2 separate regions of the Mus musculus genome follow, and region 2 is linked to region 1. The links are chromatin contacts, called in public HiChIP or PLAC-seq maps. All regions are on one chromosome and are shown on one strand. Each heading gives the region's core, a stretch centred on a gene start, on an enhancer-like site or on the middle of the called end of the contact. The rest is flanking DNA. Distances are from core to core; before and after follow the strand shown. Region 1 holds the start of 9330133O14Rik (RIKEN cDNA 9330133O14 gene). Region 2 overlaps Cpne7 (copine VII).

The links. HiChIP or PLAC-seq counts read pairs in DNA pulled down with a chosen protein or histone mark.
Region 2: an H3K27ac HiChIP or PLAC-seq map of large pre-B cells shows a contact between it and region 1, with 3 times the contacts expected there. The contact joins the enhancer-like site here to the promoter of 9330133O14Rik in region 1. A contact is called at or near these places in 3 of 39 promoter capture datasets (embryonic stem cells, liver and stem cell-derived epiblast-like cells), 4 of 115 datasets of contacts at active chromatin or transcription factors (astrocytes, differentiating embryonic stem cells, embryonic midbrain and 1 more) and 2 of 9 other capture datasets (embryonic stem cells and liver).

What each region holds. Positions count from the first base shown.
Region 1 is chr8:122,442,373-122,447,210 of GRCm38.p6, forward strand. 9330133O14Rik (RIKEN cDNA 9330133O14 gene) reads left to right here and starts at 1,284. Exons shown (of 1, transcript NR_045696.1): 1 at 1,284-4,104. It overlaps Mvd (mevalonate (diphospho) decarboxylase), which reads right to left and starts at 1,050. Exons shown (of 10, transcript NM_138656.2): 1 at 922-1,050. The coding sequence starts at 994. It overlaps Gm20735 (predicted gene, 20735), which reads right to left. Exons shown (of 3, transcript NR_015497.2): 2 at 4,622-4,717; 3 at 2,896-3,269.
Region 2 is chr8:123,134,956-123,140,055 of GRCm38.p6, forward strand. Cpne7 (copine VII) reads left to right here. Exons shown (of 15, transcript NM_170684.2): 15 at 1-230. Among named protein-coding and RNA genes, the nearest start is that of Mir7080, 7.4 kb to the left of the region's middle. Within about 2 kb of position 2,861, at least 137 of the 459 cell types and tissues checked have an H3K27ac peak or open chromatin away from gene starts, as enhancers often do. A contact at or near this core is called in astrocytes, where this site is marked.

The DNA of each region.
Region 1 (4,838 bases), core at 34-2,533:
TCCCCAACAACCACATGAAGGTTCACAACTATAATGTACTCATATACATTAAATAAATTAATTAAATCTTAAGGGTTGGCGTAGCACTGGTGGGAATACCAGCTGGGTACTGCCACCCCAGGGAACCCACAGATCATTAACAGAATGAAGAACTGACTCTTGTTCTCCCAGAGCTGCCAGGGCATTCTTCCTAGGAAGGATGAAAGTTCACACCAAAACCTGCCCATAAATGTGGCAGCAGTTTTCCTGGTAACAACAGAGCCCCTGTTCTAGGGCCTAAGCAACAGTGGGCAATGAAATCCTGCTGCGTCCACCTGGATAATCCTCGGGAAGAGCGTGCGTACTGAAACGAGCCAAACTCAAGAATCTACAGGCTGCGTGGATCCACTTCTAAATGACCACGGTGGAAGGAAGAGCAGAGGGAGACTGGGGTGAGAAGCCCTGGTCCCGGCAATACCTCCCCAGTTTACAAGTGTCACCAGGGAGGGAGGAAGATCTGCCCCTCACCAGCGCCCCTCGGATCCCTGCATGGCAACGCCCCCTTCATCCCTGAGCTACCCTCCCAGCCTTCTCCAGCCCAGCTACTCCAGATCCGGGACATTGGTCTTTCCCTCCAGCCCTAGGACCCTGAATCCCGGCAGCAGTGACCCTCATCTCCAGCCCTGTGCACATCGATCCCGGCACCTGTGCCCCGGTCTCCAACTCCCAGGCTCCCCGATCCTGGTTGTAGTAACCCCCATTTCCACCACTGTGCCCATGGATCTGACGGTGGCGAACTTCCCCCTCATTCCAGCCTGGAGGATCCCCTTTCCAGCCCAGCTACTCTGGAACCCGACCCTCGAGCCCAGGGGTCCCAGTGACTACAGCCTCCAGCTCTATGCCCCGATCCCGGCCGAGGTGACTGTTGTCTCCAGCACTCACAGTACTTGATAACTGCGATGTTGACCGGCGCCGTGCAGGTGACCATTAGGTCCTGAGGCTTTTCTGAGGCCATAACTGAGATGCTGGAGTCCCGAGCTAGAGAGCCCAGCACCGATTACCCGGTGTCTACAGACTCACGCGCTGCCATATGATTGGCCCGCTGGCCGGGCTTTTCCCGTGCTGTCCAATAGGCGACAGGCCGAGCCCATGATCCACTTTTTAGCCTATGGACAGGATCGAATGATGTGCGGCTGACACTGAGCCCGCCCCCGGTGCCTGCAAGCTCGTGGCTGCGAGCGAGAGGCGGGGTCCGCTCAGGGAGTGGAATCTACGCATGCGCAGGAGGTGGTATCTGCGCAGGCGTAGGAGGCCTCCTTCTTACAAAGGTTCCTCCTTCTGGCACAAGCACCACTGGATAGCCTGAGTGACCGTCGGGACAGCGGGGCCATCTGCTGCTGAAACAGCGGAGCTGAAAAAGGATACGCATCTAGCCTCTACGCTGCATGAAAAGCTCACTAGACGGTGAATCCGGAGGGATCCGCAGCCCAAGGTCGCGCCCGAGCCCCACATCCTGGAATCTTCTACATTCACAATCTGACTTCTCTTGTCACAACCTCCAGTCTCCTGGTCCCACAGTCTGGGGTCTCACAGCTTGCCTGAGGTGTCCAGCCGCCGCGCCGGCGGATGTACTGCATCCGAGATGGGCATTTTCTCTCCCAAGCTCCACACAAGCAAGAATTTTGTCGTTTTTTTTTTTTTTTTTTCCGTAGCTGAAATGGATCGGCACATTTCTGTGTCATTCTTACGGTACAGTTTAGTGACCTTTAGTATATTTACTTGATACAACCGTCACCTCTGTTTCCAGAACTAACCATCCATTCTCCAACAGAAACAGATACAACTTCCTGGTTCCACCTCCTGTAAAATCGTGGCTGTTGAATGGCTTAGAGTTCCGAAGATGTGCGAGCACACGATACCCACCCAGGCCACCAGTTCTGTTCCTAGGAGTGTGGATGGTACCTAATCCTTTCACAGCCTTCTGGCTGACATTTTCTACACAGTGAATGGGAGTTGCTTTTTTTTTCCATGCTGCTTTTTCTACGTCTGAGTTTCTTGGACACTTTCCAGCTGCACACCAAAACAGCTTCCTTGTTTGTCTAGACCGTCGGTAATTGACTCAAGCCGTCCCCCTTGGAAGCCATGCACCGGACTTTCCTTGCATTGTGTATAAGAGTGCTTGCGTAGATTCCTAGAAGTGGATGAACCAGCCAAGCAGCTATGTGCCTGGGGCGATGTTGATAGCTGTTGGCCGGCTGCCATCTTGGAAGCTGGATCGATTGCTCAGCTCTCTCTGCTAGAGCGAGAGTGTGTGAATAGGCCTTCTGCGCCACAGTAGACAGCCTGTCAGTCAGGCTGACAGCTGACCAATGGGAGTTCACTATTGTTTCCTTGTGGCTTGTGAGATGGCTCGTATTTTCAATTTCTCTTGCAATAACTTTTCTGCTTCATACACACACACACACACACACACACACACACACACACACACACCAGCAGAAAGGTGGTGTGTTTAATCCCAACACTCAGGAGGCAGAGGTCAGGTGGATTTCTGTAAATTCCAGGGCAGCCTGATCTACAGAGTAAGTTCCAGGGCTACACAGAAACCATGTCTTGAAAAAACCTAAATAAATAAACCCAAAGAAGAAGAAGGGGGGAGGATGTCTCTGTGAGTTCAAGGCCAGCCAGAAGTTCACTGTGAGATCCTGTCTCTAAAAAATAAAAACAATAAGTTAAAGAAAGAAGAGAACAATTAATTTACTCCGGAATGAATAGTTTCACCCATGGGTATTTTTGTACATTATCAGGTACAGAGACCAAGGTCACCTCATGAGCTGAAGGACACCAGTACCTGAAACCCCATATACTTTGAAGCTAAGAGTCAGTAGTAGGTCATCTCTCTACTCATCAAATGTTGTAAATGTCTGTCATGTTTGTGAAGTTCACTGTTAGGTCAGGGATACACACATGCATGAGACATGAAGGGAGGAGAGTCCACCAGGGCTGAGTGACCATCTGCTTGCACCTCAGAGCTTGGTCTGAACAGGCCAGCAGAGGGGACCAACGTGCAGCTGTGGTTCCCAGCCCAGGCACTGGGGACAGAAAACCTCTAAAAGCAACCTCAAAAGGGAGGATGCTGTTTGTGGATTTCTGTGCCCCTGTCGCTTGTCCCTTTGAACTCAGTTCCCTAGAGAAGTCTTCAGAGGTCAGAGTTGTTCCAGAGCACCTGGCCGGCCTGGGTAACCATAGAGACTGGTAGAGAGGTAGATTTCATCCAAGGGTTCTGGTTCCTTGTCAAAAACAAAAACAAAAAAAACAAGAAACAGCTCAGTGCAGGGCTGGCTGGCATGCGCAGCCAATCATGTGGGTGACTGTAGGCTGGCAGCTGTGTTTAGGGGGGCTAAGGTAGCAAAGGTCCGAGGGGAGGTTTGGGGCCTGGGCAGAACTAGGGGAGGAAGGAAAGTTGCATTGAGCAGAGGGGAAGGAGAAATGGTCGGGCCCACCCCAGGCTGGAATTTCCTTGCCCTGCCACAAGAAGCAAATCCCTTCCTTCCTCAGGCCGGGAGGGTCGTCACCAAGCCCTCCTCTGACCTGTGCGGGTTCCTGGGCACCAGCCCTCAGGAGTCATTGTTCCTTCCTTCCCGCTCCCCCTGGCTTGTTCTTTGCCTGGATTTTGGCCCCTGTCACTTGGCCCTGACAAATCAGGCCACTGCACTGGGCGACCTCTAAAGGCCCTCCTTTGTTTGGCCTCTGTGACCACAGCCCAACATGGCCTTTAAACAGGTATGCGCCAAACTTCCACATCTTCAGGAGTTAGGCAGCCTTACCTGAGCAGCCAGCCACTCCTTCCAAACAGCTGTATGCAATTCTGCCAAAAGTGCATGTAGCGTCACATCTTGGAGAGGAGCTGGAGTATTTGTGTGGGGAAGACTAGGGTGGGAGGTGTCCAGCTACATAGCCACAGCAGGGGACAGGGACTGGAGGTGGGGTGGGGTGGGGCATCATCTGTGCTGGGTGCAGACCCACCAGTGCGGCTGCTTTGACTTCACCCATGTTCCTGCCTATAACCCATTACCCATTGCTCTATCAGTAAGCCAAATAAACTTGTTAATTCCTCCGTGTGAACTTTGATGGAACTGTTCCTTAGTTTATCCAAGAAACCCTTAGTGAGAGGGGGTAGACATTGTTTATGTCTCCCCTAGGGAAGGCATTTTTGTCACCCAGCATAGTCAGTCGTCTGGCAGGATACAATAAAAGCAAGGTTGAGTGCGGGAAGAAGAGCACTGGTGTTGGCCCTGAGGTGGGCAATGAGACTGGCAGCTCAAGCTGTGCTACTTAAGGGGAAAGGACATATTGGCATGGTTTCCTATACCCATGAGGCCGTGGTATGTCCCCTTTGAGTATAGCTCATAGGGCAGCAAGACATGGGGATGTCTGTGGGGAAGATCTGGTGACAGTGGTCCTTACTTAGGTGTTAACAAGGGGCATGAGAGCCCAATGGCTGAGGTTTGCCCAGGGACCATGGAGATGCTTTGAGGACAGCTAAGGATCTAGAACAGCCCCTGGGAGTGATGGGGTGGGGTGGGGTGTAGCAAGCTGCTGCAGAGGCAGCCTAGACACTGCGAAGGTTAACAAGACCTACCTGAGGCTATGGTGGCAGCCAGGAGGGAAAGACATCACAGGATAAAGGGAGGAAGGCAGAGGTGGCTGACGTCTGTCCTCTGTGCTGGCCTCCAATCTGGAGAGGAAATGGGATAAAGAGAGAAGAGATGGTGGTATTAGCTCCCATCTTCTCAGAGCTTAGCTAAAGGGTAAAGAAAACTTAAATCAGGTCTGCATTGAAGAGCCCCTTCTGGAAG
Region 2 (5,100 bases), core at 1,611-4,110, 690 kb after region 1:
CAGCTCAGCTATGGAAAGGGTGGTGAAGGGGTGGTCGACCTGGACAATCTTGCCATTTGATCGTGTGGAGAGAGGAAGTACCCCAAGCCTTGAGGACACCCATATCTGGGCACTTTGTCCCCATAGGTTTCTCTGTCCTGTCTGGTGCCTCTCCAACCTGTACCCACACCTGGAGCCTGCGGGGCCTGGGAGACAGCTTAGGGTGTAATAAAGTATCCCTCATTCTCACAGCCTGTGCCTTTCTTGCTTCAGGGGATCCGGCGTGAATGTCCCTAGAATCAGGCTCACCAGGTCACCCACGCCAGTCGGGATTGTGGCCCTGGGCTTTAGGTGGCCCCCTCAGCTGATGTGTCAGGGAGAAAAAAGGAGCACCAATTTGTCTTGCGCTCAGGACTCACCAAGTGCCACAAGCTGTCGGCTGAGGGCAGCTTCCACCTGTCTGAGTGGGGGCGGGTTTTTAATTGAGATTTCCTCTCAATTATCTTGTCTGAGAAAAACAAATTGTCCCAACCCCGAATCAGACCCACCCACCTATCAATCTATCTATCCACTCTGGGGCTATTTTTAGCTACTGATTCATCTCCTGTTAAGCCCGGATAATAGGCATCACCATGGTAACCTGGCTATGATTCCGGAAGGGCCGGTGGATGTTGGTCTCTTTGGGGACAGAGAGGACACCAGAGAAATGTACCTTCCATGGATATATCGGAAAGGAGACACCAGCAGGGTAGGAGGTTGGGGGCCCAGGGTGTCAGCCACGTCTGACCCAGTCCCACAGTGCAAGAGCCTGACAGTTTTTAGATTTGCCTGGGTTCTTCTCTGGTGAAGCCAAGGCACCTGGGATCCCAGCAGCAGCAGCAGCAGACGAAAGAGAATGGAGGAAAGGCTTATGCACGTTAGAAGAGTCAGTGTGGAGGGCTTGGGATAGCTGCTGCCTGGAGGGGTGAGAGATCACAAAGCAAGGAGAGGGTGAGTTTCTCTCAGCGCTTGAGGAACCTGGTCCAGAAGTGTGTCCTAGACTCTCACCTCACAAGGAAATCATGGCTCGGATTAGTGGAGGGACTTGCCTGGGTCAGGCGCTGGGTGGGGGCAGGGCCAGTACATCCTCGATTGGCCGAGTTCCTGTGTTCACCCCCTTTGCTACTTTAAAGTGTGTGCTGGGCTGGTGAGATGGCTCAGTGGGTAAGAGCACCCGACTGCTCTTCCGAAGGTCCAGAGTTCAAATCCCAGCAACCACATGGTGGCTCACAACCATCCGCAACAAGATCTGACTCCCTCTTCTGGAGTGTCTGAAGACAGCTATAGTGTACTTACATATATTAATAAAATAAATCTTAAAAAAAAAAAAAAGTGTGTGCTATGTGATCTTGGAATCGAGGGGAGCCTGTGTGAGACAAAGCCAATGAGGCAGATGGAATGCGTTCCCAGATGCTGGGGAGCCTCCCAACCTCAGCTGGAGCCTCACTCTCGAGCAGATAGCGCGGGAATGACTTGGGTGAAGAATTTCCAAGTTGGCTGAACTAGGGGTCCTAGAGTGGCCACAGGCCCCACAAGCCCACCCACTGGGACTGACTGGGACCCTGGAGGTTGACTCACGCTATGGGATCGGCCCTTTCTCCACAGGCTCTGCAGAACTGGAGGCATTGGGTGATCTGCCTAGCCAGCACCAGCGTTTAACAGCTGTGGACCTTTAACAGCTTTTGGCCTGAGATGGCGGCCTCTCCATCTGAGGGGGTCTGATCCTTGTTCCTTGTCTGCCAGAGACAAGTATGGCTACTTAACAGGGCTACGAGTGTACCACTGAGAGGTAGGCTTACATTCTGTCTTTTTGAACTTGGGTTCCAATGTCACTTCTACAGCTAGGTCATTAAAATACCACATGCTAAGTGATCTCAGAATTCAGAAAGTGGATATATCAGATTTCTGTAAGTTCAAGGCCAGCCTGGTCTACATAGTAAATCCTAGGCTAGCTAAGGCTACATAAGAGGACCCTGTTTAAAAAAACAAAAACAAACAAACAAAAAAATGTTGGGTGGTGGTGGTGCACACCATTAATCCTAGTACTCAGGAGGTAGAGGCAGGCAGATCTCTGTGTTCAAGGCCAGCCTGTTCCAGAGATTGAGTTATAGGACAGCCAGGGCTACACAGAGAGACTCTGTCCTGAAAAACAAAAACAAATAAACAAAACTCCTACAAATACCACATACTGTCCTGCTCAGTTGAAATATTAGCCACCAAGGGGCCACCATGCCAAGAGTGGCCCATGGCCAGTGTCATGAGAATAAGTCTCCAGGCCCAGTGAGCTTCTGTCCTGACTAAATGGATCAATGACCTCAGGACCCCTTATGGTCCCCCTCTCTCAGTTACCTAAGATTCAGCCCTGGCTGCTGTCACTGTTAAGAGAGGAGAGACTTCAGGCAGAGCCACATAGCTGCCTTACTGAATCGACTGAGAGTTTCTTATGCTCTGAGCGCTGCACTTCGGCTCGACCTGCCATGCACTCTGATGTAACATAAAGACTTTTGTAGGAGGTAGGGTGGGTGGTGGTCAGTCTGATTTGTGGTATCAGCTTATTAGTCTAAGGGGACAGCCAGCTTCTGTAGGTCCCTCCTCTGTGTTCTAAATGTGTTCCCCCCCTCACTGTCCCTCCTCCAGAGCCCCCTGGGCCTCGGAGGCCAAGCTCTGCCTGGCTGGATTAGTGCCTCTCCTGCTCCTCATCCAAGCTAGGCCTGGATGGAGGGGGTGAGAAGGACTGGAAGGCTGTTCTTTCCCCTGCTGCTGAGAGGAAGTGCAGGCAGGAACCTGTGACTAAGTGCCTGTAATTGGTGTGGGGGCTGAAAAGCTGTCAGACAAGCCCCACGCAGTCTGGCCAATCACACAAGAGCTGTGAGTGAAGCCCATTCCCTTCACCACCTGGTCCTGTCCTGTCCTGTCTGTGCAGGCCCCTTATGGTGGGCAACCAGCCAGCTCTAGGGGTGTGTCTTCCCTGCTCCCTCCCCTCTCTCTTCTAACTCTCTTCCCCCCTCCCTCCTCCTCTCACCAGATCCAGTGCCTGTACACGGTGGAGTATCCCTCCCTCCTCAGAACTCCCTAAGCCATTTGCTTAAACATTGCCTGCTGTGTTGAGTTCTCACAACAGCCCCACGTGATGGCCTACTGTGAGTGCGTGTGTGCGTTTCATGGAAAGGGGAGTTGAACTCAGAGAAATGCAGCCAGTTAGCCAAGAATGCACAGCAGAATCTTGAGCTGGGCCCTTCGTGCTTGACTCCCAGGTTGCAAAGCCTTGAGTTTTGGTTATGTATACAGGTGTGTTCAGGTGTGTGTCTGTGCACACACAAGTGTGTGTGTGTGTGTGCGCGCGCGTGTGCGCGTGTGCGCGCGCATGTTTGTGTGTTGTTTTACCATGTGTCTGAGTGTGCATGTGTGGGAAGGGCCGCACTCTCCTCTGTTGCTTTAACTATTGAAGCCTCTTCCAAGACTCTCCCAGTTGGCCTACTCTATGGGGCTTTAACCCAACAAGAACATCCAGATTTAAAGAGGTTATCTGCAGGGTGAAGCCTGTATCTCTCTTGAACAGCTATGTCACTGTGCCCAGTTTGTAAATGAGCACTGGGGCTTGAAGGCCAGTGCACGAGAGAGCTATGCCCCTTACCACATGCATGAAAATTCAGGCATTAGGTGGGTTCGTGGAGTTTGCCCTGGGTAGCCTCACCCCTAGAAGGCTCCATTTTACAAGTATACGAGAATCTCAGCCAGAGGAAGTAGGGTAAGAAGCCATCTGTTCAGGGTGCCAGGAGTTACATGTCGTCGTTTTAGGCTGTGGGTGGGGGAACTGATGGCCAAGGGTTAATGGGCTAAATCCTCAGAGTTACCAATGTTGAACAGAATATCCCCGAGAAACAGCCCTGGGCTAAAGGAGGTGGGCAGGGCTGTGAGGCAGCAGGGGTTCCTCCCTTGCTCTGGGCTCTAGCTTTGGTGGCATCTACTTCAGCAACCAAGATGAGACTTGGGGACACGTCCTAAGACACCTCCAGAGCCAGCTGCTTCTCAGTGTTCTCTCTCAGCCAGGGCCACAACCCTGACCCTGGCCAGGCCTGAGGCCTAGACTTCAAGGTGATCCTTGGTGGGGTTTCAGGATAATAAATATCAAGGTCTCAGTCATCATGTGAAACAGAGGGAGAGAGACAGAGAGACAGAGACAGAGAGGGAGAGACAGAGACAGAGAAAGATACAGAGAGACAGAGACAGATACAGAGAGACAGATACAGAGACAGACAGAGACAGAGAGACGGAGACATAGAAACATAGAGACAGACAGACAGACACAGACGCAGACACACACACACACACAGAGAGAGAGAGAGAGAGAGAGAGAGAGAGCACTCCTTCTGGCTCACATAGTTTCTCTTTTTTCCTAGACTGCTGCATTGCGTAGTCCAGGCTCCTGGCCCTAAAGGAGAGTCTAGAAGAGGGTCAGTATGTCCTTTAAGACTCCATTACAATTACACTCCCAATTCCAGTCTATATTACCAAGAGAGCCTGCTCTTACTGGCTCAGCTCCATCCTAAGTCCTTGCTGGACTCATCTAAAAAAAACCCTGGGCCCATCCTGGATCATTAGCTATTGTGGCTCGAGACAAGTATCTGTGCCTCTTTGTGGTCTGGAGCACCTTCTGGGAGCACCTCCTGGGAGCACCCTGGTGCTACTACTTCCCCAAATGGTCACAAGGTCACCTACTGTTTTGCTGGGCTTTGGACCTTATGTGCATGGAATCTCTGTACACGTGGCCCTCTTCTCACTGACCTGTAGCATCCAGAATACGTATCTCTCACCCCATGGTAGGAGGTTCCCCCTCCATTGCCTCTGTGCTGTGCATCCTTCTTTAGCTAGGGGGCTGCTCTGGACGTCCCTATACTCAGTTTTTGGAGGCTGGCCCGCTGGTCCCAGGGTGAACACAGTTTGTCAGGAGGCAGGGCCCATCCAGAACACTTGCCACCTTTTGTGCCTTCTTCTCAGCCCTTCTGGGCATGTGCCAAGTGCTGGGACTTGACTTCCATTTCTTTCTCTGCTGTTGAGGCACAGTGCTTCCAGGCCACTGGG